Regions from separate parts of the Zea mays genome. Here region 1 is linked to region 2. The links are chromatin contacts, called in public Hi-C maps. All regions are on one chromosome and are shown on one strand. The core of a region is the stretch at or near the end of the contact, and the rest is flanking DNA. Distances in the headings are between cores, read along the strand shown. Region 1 holds the start of LOC100283749. Region 2 holds the start of LOC103631977 (indole-3-acetaldehyde oxidase-like).

The links. Hi-C and Micro-C count contacts between places; a contact is called where the count stands out from the background.
Region 1: a Hi-C map of leaf mesophyll shows a contact between it and region 2, with 3 times the contacts expected there. The contact joins the promoter of LOC100283749 here to the promoter of LOC103631977 in region 2. A contact is called at or near these places in 6 of 25 Hi-C or Micro-C datasets (bundle sheath, ear, endosperm and 3 more).

The regions. Positions count from the first base shown.
Region 1 is chr7:8,233,774-8,238,236 of Zm-B73-REFERENCE-NAM-5.0, reverse strand. It overlaps LOC100283749, which reads left to right and starts at 2,465. Exons shown (of 5, transcript NM_001156648.3): 1 at 2,465-2,920; 2 at 3,121-3,146. The coding sequence starts at 2,796. It overlaps LOC100284563, which reads left to right. Exons shown (of 4, transcript NM_001157458.2): 4 at 659-1,261. The coding sequence ends at 843.
Region 2 is chr7:7,741,556-7,745,739 of Zm-B73-REFERENCE-NAM-5.0, reverse strand. It overlaps LOC103631977 (indole-3-acetaldehyde oxidase-like), which reads left to right and starts at 1,616. Exons shown (of 10, transcript XM_020540976.3): 1 at 1,616-1,950; 2 at 2,037-3,815. The coding sequence starts at 1,761.

The DNA.
Region 1 (4,463 bases), core at 1,216-3,715, 490 kb before region 2:
GGAGAGTTGGATAGGGTGAATGGTTGGAGACGCCCTGTACGCAGGGGGAGTCTTTTAGGTGGATGTAGTAAAATATAATAGAAAATACAGATAGGTGGAGAAATATGGGGGAATGGTTGGAATGGACCTTACCTGAATTAGACTGTACTGCAACATATTATTTATTATCGACTTCAGATGTGAGATGGACTAATATGTCTTGCTAGATTATATTCCTTCCATTACAAATTATAAATAAGATGTTTTGGCTTTTCTGATATATAGTTTTTGCTATGCACTTAGATGTACTCCATGCCTAGATACATAATAAAAGCAATGTATCTAGAAAAGTCAAAACATCTTATAATTTGGATAAAAAAGAATAATAAAAGAGAGTAATAGTTATGATGTGTTTTATAACAAGGTCTGGGTTGGTGGACAAGTATATTTTTATTCCTTGTGTCAGAGCTGATATTCTGTTATTGCCAACCTTTTCCGTTTCAGCATGGGGTAGTTCCAGGGCTTGTCCCTGGATACAAGAAAATTATGCCTCGAGTCCACGATACCATCGTTTGACCTTTTGGTTGCTTTATTTGCTCAATTAAGTTTGTACAGCTTCTGGTGCGATTAAGTTTATAAAGCTTCATAACCCATTCCAGATACCCTTATGTGTCTGCAGCTGTAATGCGGAGTGAGGGTTTCATTTACCTCAAGGACAACTGCCCATCTCTCCAGTCAGAGATACTGAAAACTGTTGCAGGGTGTGAGGACCAGTGCAGCAGTGTTGGGAAGAGCCAGAGCGTTTGTGGGCAGCTCTCGGACGGTGGCGATTCCAGTTGCCGCAGGGTTAGGCAAAGAACCTGAGGTCAACCCAGAACTGACATGGTTAGCCAGCTCTTGCTCTGTAAATGACGATGGCAATCATCTGTATGTGAAGAAAAAACAATTTGAAGGAGCTGTAACTAGCTGTATCTCATCATGCTCCTTACATCTTACCTGCCGTCTTGTTTGTAACTAGTTGACTGTTTGGTCATGAGCAGTTACTGAATCGATGTGTAGACAGCCCTGCAAATGCTCACGAGTCAACGATAAACATGGTGGCCTTGTGTCTTGGCAACTGGTGTTTGCAGCAGGCGGGCCAGCAGCTGTCTGCTACTAATATGGATCCGTTGATTTTGTTGTATTCTTCTTTCGACTGGAAGGTATCATAAGTCAATTAGGAGGTGATTCTTATATGTATTCGTTATGCTGCAAAAGTGAAGGTGACAATATTTTTGGTTTATTGGCAAGTACATGGAATTTACATTTTTGTTGAGATGGTTCGTAGATGGAGTAATTTTGCTGTAAAGATATAGTGGTGACAAGTTTTTTTTGTTTGTTTGGATTTTTTACATTTCTGTTCGCAAGTATCGTCATCTGTCAATGTTGAGAGGTGATGATATATAGGATTGTCCTTTGGTGGCCTCCACGAGAGGTTTGTTTTTTTCCTTGTATTTTGGACCGTTTTTTCTTTTATTAATATAATGATATGTTCAAGGAATGATAACATATTTGTTGACATGTAAATTTGTTACAGACGGGTAGTAAATGTTCATCATTGTCATTGTTACGGTAGAGTTAATTTGTTGACACGTGAATTCGGCCGAATAGTGGTGCGGCATAGGGCTGGAAACGAGCCGAGCTCGGCTCGGTGTGGCTCGGTGGCTGACCGAGCTCGGCTCGGCTTGCCCATTTGACGAGCTGGGGAGACAGGCTCGGCTCGGCTCGAAGGTGGCTCGCGAGTCGGCTTGGCTCGCGAGCTACACCCTGATATATATAATTGCATTATCTAATGAATTATTAGTATATAAATATAAATATATAGATATCATTCATCATTATGAGTAATCTAAATTATTAATTGTCATATATTTAATATTAAACGTTAAGAAACAAACTGACTATCTATAAAATTATCCAATATCCATCATTATTCAATATATTTAATATTAAACGTTAAGAAACAAACTGACTATCTATAAAATTATCCAATATCCATCATTATTCTAGCCAGCTCGGCTCGGCTCACGGATGAGTCTCCTGTGGGCGTGGCCAATGAGTCTCCTGTGGGCGTGGCCAGGCTTTTTGCTCACAGCCTCACATACATACGCGGTGCCGCCCCACGGATGCCGCCAAGCAGGACGGCGCTACCACACGCCCACCAGATTCGATACCCACCCTTGGCCCCCACCACAGCCCACCTTCCGCTTTCATCAAGTTCTCTTTTCCGCGACACTGACGCATGGGTCCAGTGGCATTATTCCCACCCACGCATCGGCTGTATTATAGATCGCCACGAATTTACCAGGAATGCCCCTGACACATGGGTCCACATCCTGCACCTGTTCCTGTCAGCGACATGGACGGCAACGGCAGTGCGGCGATTCCCGAGCACAGTGTCAGTATACGTTGGCTGGTGGTGGGGTCGTAAACGCGAGGAGCCCGCGCATCAGCGGCTCCGACTTCCGAGCGGGTTCGCGCCTGGAAACGAAGCTATACGTCGCGAGGAGGGGAGGGCCCACCGCCCCGCGTGGGCGTCGCAGCTTCCACTCTTCCCCCGTGAAACTTTTCTCACGCGCACCCATTCCACCCACCACCCACCTTCCTTTCCTCTCTCTCTGTCTGACTGTCTCCCTCCGTCCCTCGAAGCTTCTCTGGTTTCAGACGCAACCCCGCGGGTCGCGGGATCAAGGAGCCAGAGAGCGGGACGCAGCGAGCGTTCCGCCAGAGATCGAGACCGTAGCTAGGGTTTGAGGCGCCGGGCTGCGGTGGACGAGATGTCGACGCCGGCGAGGAAGCGGCTGATGCGGGACTTCAGGCGCCTGCAGCAGGACCCGCCCGCCGGGATCAGCGGCGCGCCGCACGACAACAACATCATGCTCTGGAACGCCGTCATATTCGGGTAGCCCGTCCCCTCCCCTCCCCCCTCCCCCGATTTCGTTACCCCACAAACGCCCCCCCTGGAGTCCGTTAATCCCGTTCCTGTTCTAGGGTTTGATTGAGGGACTCCGGATCTCGGGGAGGGAGACGGGATCTCAGCTATTCCTTTTGTTCTTACTCTTGTGTTCGTTGTGCTGATGAGAGGTTCGTGTGGTTTCGCAGGCCGGATGATACGCCGTGGGACGGTGGTGAGATTCCCAGCTCTCAGCTCTGAGCCTCTGACCCCTTCTCTTATCTGTTGCTCATTTGGTGCTTGCTGTGTGGTCGTTACTTGCTTGAAGGTAGTTTGATTCGGAATTGTGCAGGTGGAACCGTAGAAATTCATGGGGCGTTAAGATATTTGGGTGCCACAGGAACCGAGACTCGTCTGGTACCTCGTGGCTGTTTTAGCTTGTTCCTGTCGGTTAATCTTTCATGTCCAATCTTGGGGGAGCATTCTGTTATGCAATTCTTTAGCTATCCGTTGGAAGTTGTCTTTTGGAGCATGTCTTCAGAGCTGTAGGTTCGAGCTGAAATTCTGTAATGGCTTTAGTCTCAGTTAAATCAGAAATCGACAAATTTAGCATGGCGGTAAGAATAACGCCCACTAGGCTGCAGCTGTAAATCCAGTACTGTTTTGGTTACTTTTAATTAGAAGCGACAAGTTTTTTTCATTGTATACTGAAAGCACCCACTAAGTAGGCAGTTCCACCTGTGGTGCATAAACTGCCACTATATATAAGAAGTTTGCATTTGGATTTTCTAATTATGCATACTATCTGATTTCTAATTTTGCACAGGAACTAAGACTCATTTGGGCACATCAGGGCTGTTTTAGATTGTTCTTATCAGTTGTTCTTTCATGTTGGCTTTGGTTTCAATTAATCAGGGATCAACAAATTTTGCATGATGATACTGTAAACACCCACTAAGCTAGATCATTAAATCTGCTACAGTTTTGTTTTCTGTTAATTGGAGGTGGCTATTTTTGTGTAGTATATTAAAAGCTCACACTATGTAGTCAATTCCACCATGTGGATATTAGCAGTTCACCGTTTTGGATTTTCGAACTATGAACGCTTGTTGATTTCTCGGGCTCCATGAATGCATAGAAACGTTTGCTTGCTATATCTGCAAATCTTTTCATGCCTTTGCATTGGGTTTGCACCGAGAAGCATGCTGCATATTTGGTTCAGTGTTCTGATGCTTGCAAAACTATGTTATTTGTTTTTATATTGTTATAGAAATAGGATTAGAAGACTGGCCTAGCACAGCGGTGAGAGCCTTCCCACTATGACAAAAGGTCCTGGGTTGGACGCAGCATCTGCAAAATGTAGCCGTAAGGCTTGCCTTGGTTTAGTACGGTACAGAGATCGAGGACAAAATTATTTGGAAATGGACAGTACAGCACTAAATCGGCCTACAGGGCACAATTTCTAGTCATCTACAACCGGTTTAGAACGGACATCATTTGGTGGGTTCACACATAGAACAAATGCAAAATATTCACCTAGATCCTCATCCAA
Region 2 (4,184 bases), core at 367-2,866:
GTCTAATATTTTTGAAGATGGCTAGGCTCTACTTCAGATCGGCAATTTGCTCCTTCATCTTGGCCTGCATAATAACCACCTTGGGGCCACATACCGATGGCCTAGCTTAAAGGCTACGGACAAGGCAAAATAGTCAGAGACATAAATGTCTAAGATTTCATGTCCAAAACTCAGGCGTGTTTGAATCCTTCAATTGGCCAGCGGCTAAGGCTATGTTTGTATCCTTCTAACTAATTATTTGTCCGTGACTAGTGACTAATAATTAGCTAGTAACAATTATTTAGGGTATATTTTGAAGTCTTGACTAATAGATGTTCTTTTCTCTTTATACGATCTATTAACACCTATTAGCAAGGGTAAATGACTAATGGGCAAATAATTTGCTTCGGCTAACAATTAGCCAATTTATTAACCAGTTTATGTTGGAGACTAAAATGTTAAAAATAGACGGCAAACTATTTGCCACACGGATCCAAACAGTCCCTAATAACTAGCCGGCAAATAATTAGTTAGCAACAATTAGCCATGATATGTTTGGAGTCTTGATTAATAGATGTCTTTTTCTCTTGTCATGATCTATTAACACCTATTAGCAAGATCAAATAGTTAATAAACAAATACTTTATTAGTCCTCCAGCTAACAACTGGCCAACTTTATTAGCCCAAGGAGCTAAAATTAGCTGGCACCAGATGGATCCGAACAGACCCTCAGACACATAGCTTCAAACTCGGCCGAGTTAGATTCGACCTGATTACATACGACTTAATTGGTTGTCTGCGTAGTCTCGTCCTAGTCTATTGTGTGCGTTGACTGTCTATACCTATGTTTAGTTGTGCATACGGAAGACATAGGCTACCTAAGCGGGTGTAAAACAAGCTATTATACTCAGGAAACCACCGTATCTGGTGGGACATGCTCGCGTGAGCGTGCCTATGTGCGTAACAAATCAGCCGAATAGTGTTTGGACGGTGCTGATGAACTCAGTACTAACTTTCTTCTCTTGCTCCAGACTTGTCGAGTGCGTGGTCCCGTCCGGGTCGCTTGGAACTTCTTGCGTGTCATTTGTCAACATGATCTGAAGAGATTTCTCTTTCTACTTATTCCGAATTTACTACAAATATCACTGTCGAAGAAAGAAACCTGTAAGATAGATTAAGAGCTGCGGGGAGATTTGATAGAAAAGAGAGATCGCTGACGTAGCGATACTATGTCAGTCCCGTCGGCCGTCGCTTGGGCTGCCGGCCACCAAAATATCCTCAGTTTGGGCGGCGGCACCGGCACGTGGCCGGAGCATGGCCGGCCTGCCGAGTCAGGCGGAGGCGGGGACCCCCTCCGGCCCTCCCCTCACGTGCCGATCAATCCACGCACGCGCACCAGGCACCACCGCACCAGCCAAACAACTCATAAAAGCCACTCGCCGACTCGCGTAAACAAACCAAACCCCATTAACACCCGCCCATGCACCCGCGGGCCCCGCATGTCAGCGGCAGCGGCGAGCCGTCGCCTCACGCCGCGTCACCCTCGTGGCGCTCGGCGAGCGCGCGACACGCCGGCACGCCGCCCTCCCGTGATGCCCGTTCTCTCTCCGTTTTGGAATTTCTCGGCGACAGCGACCCTGCTTGCGATTTGCGAAGCTGCGAGAGTGGCGGTGCTAGTAGTCTAGTAGAGTACTCCCAGTAGATAAGCAAGCTGCGGGCGCCGCCCAGATGGGAATCGGGTTCCGACTTCCGACACGCACACGCCCCCACATCGCGCCGCGATGGCTGCTTCGCCCTCGCCGTCGACCGCGACCGCGACCGCTTCTCCCTCAGCGTCAGCGGCGGCGGTCTTGGCTGTAAACGGGGAGCGGGTTGAGCTCCGCGAGGGGGACGTGAACCCCGGCACCACGCTCCTCGAGTTCCTCCGCACCCGCACCCGCTTCACCGGGCCCAAGCTCGGCTGCGGCGAAGGCACGTCACCCCGCCCTCCTCCTCCCTCTCCCCGCGCTCTTCCGTTTCGTTCCGCGGCTTTTGAGCTTCACGGCCCATTTCTGCAGGCGGATGCGGCGCGTGCGTGGTGCTCCTCTCCGCCTACGACGCGGCTTCGGGCGCGGTGTCGCACGCGGCGGCGAGCTCCTGCCTCACGCTGGTGCACGGCCTTCATCACCGCGCCGTGACCACCACCGAGGGGCTCGGGGGCGGCGGCCGCCTCCACGCCGTGCACGAGCGGCTCGCGGGGTTCCACGCCTCGCAGTGCGGCTTCTGCACGCCCGGGGTGTGCATGTCCCTCGCCGCCGCGCTCGCGGGGGCCGAGGCCGAGGCCAAGGCCAAGGCGGGGAGGAGGCCCGCCCCACCCGAGGGGTTCGCGAGGCTCACGGCGGCTGAGGCGGAGTGGGCCGTGGCGGGAAATCTCTGCCGTTGCACGGGGTACCGCCCGATCGCCGACGCCTGCAAGAGCTTCGCGGCTGACGTGGATTTGGAGGACCTGGGCCTCAACTCCTTCTGGAGGAAGGGGGACGCCCATGCTTCCAAGCTGCCGCGGTACGACGAGGGGAGCATCGGTGTGTTCCCGGAGTTCCTCAAGGCTGAGATCAGAGCTTCTTCTGGGGTTGACCAGTACACACCGCCGGCATTGCTGGGAAGTGCCACCACTTGGCACCGGCCTCGGAGCGTGGAGGAGTACTATAAGCTGGTAGATTCTGAGTTGTTTGACCAAAGTAAAACAAAGGTGGTTGTGGGGAACACAGCTTCAGGCGTTTACAGAGAAACAGAGGTGTATGATAGGTACATCGACCTCAGATGCATCCCGGAGCTGAATTCGGTTAGTAAGGAAGCCAATGGTGTTCAAATTGGAGCTGCAGTAACGATTTCTCAGGCAATTGAGATTTTAAGAGTAGAAGCTGGTGGCTGCAATGATGTAATCTTCTGTAAGATTGCTGATCATATGGAAAAGGTGGCGTCTCCATTTGTCCGGAACACTGCAAGTTTGGGTGGAAATTTGGTGATGGCACAGAGGGACCAGTTTGCCTCTGACATCGCAACGATCCTTCTTGCTGCTGGGTCATCGATATGCATCCAGGCATCATCAAAAAGGTTGACTGTCATGATGGAGGACTTCCTTCAGATGCCACCTTGCGATCACAAGACACTGCTATTAAGCATTTGCATTCCTCGTTGGACTCCTATTGGTGGCCTATTTTCTGGTGATAAAACCATGGCTGGGACAGAAAGTAAGACAGGAACTTCTGTGCTGTTTGAGACGTACCGAGCTGCTCCACGCCCTCTTGGCAATGCAGTTGCATATCTTAATTCTGCTTTCTTGGCTCAGGTCTCTTCAGATGGAACTTCAAGCAGATTAATATTGAGAGAGATATGTCTGGCTTTTGGTGCATATGGGAGCCAACATGCCATCAGGGCTAGGAATGTTGAGAAACTGTTAGTGGGTAAACCTATTACTACATCGGTGCTACTTGAAGCATGTAGACGTCTCAAGGAAACAATTGTTCCTAAAGAAGGCACAAGGCATGCTGCTTATAGGTCAAGCTTGGCAGTTGCCTTTCTGTTTACTTTTCTTTACCCAGTAACTGAAGGAACTTTGAAGACTGTAAAGGAAGTTCATCTTAATGGCTATGCAACTTTTGGCACCAATGGAAATCCAAATTGTGGACCCGATGCACATGTTGATGTTTCACTTAAAAAGGTCATTGATGTGAACTCCGGTTCATGTACCAATGAACGCATTCTTGAATATTCAAATCAGATTATTGAAATCAATAAAGACTATTTCCCCGTTGGCATACCAACCAAGAAGGTTGGAGCAGAACTCCAAGCCTCTGGTATGCACTTTGCACTTGTATTTTATAATCACTCCCTACAGACAAGAATAAGTGACAGAACATGTACTAAACAAGTGGTCATGCAAATGATACTTCATAACTAATTTGTCTATTATAATATGAAGACATCTGGTAACATTTATCGTATCATTGAAGTATTTCTCAATATAAATCTGCACATACCATTTCCATATGTCGAATCCAAAATTCATGGAAACATTGATAACCAAAATTTATAAGTTGGCCACACTCTCCCATAGCACCACTTACACTGAAGGAAATACTTCTGTGGAATATAACTGGTATTTATTTATGGTTACATTTGTTTATTTTTAATGCAAATGGTTACATTTATGTAGCATGTTATAT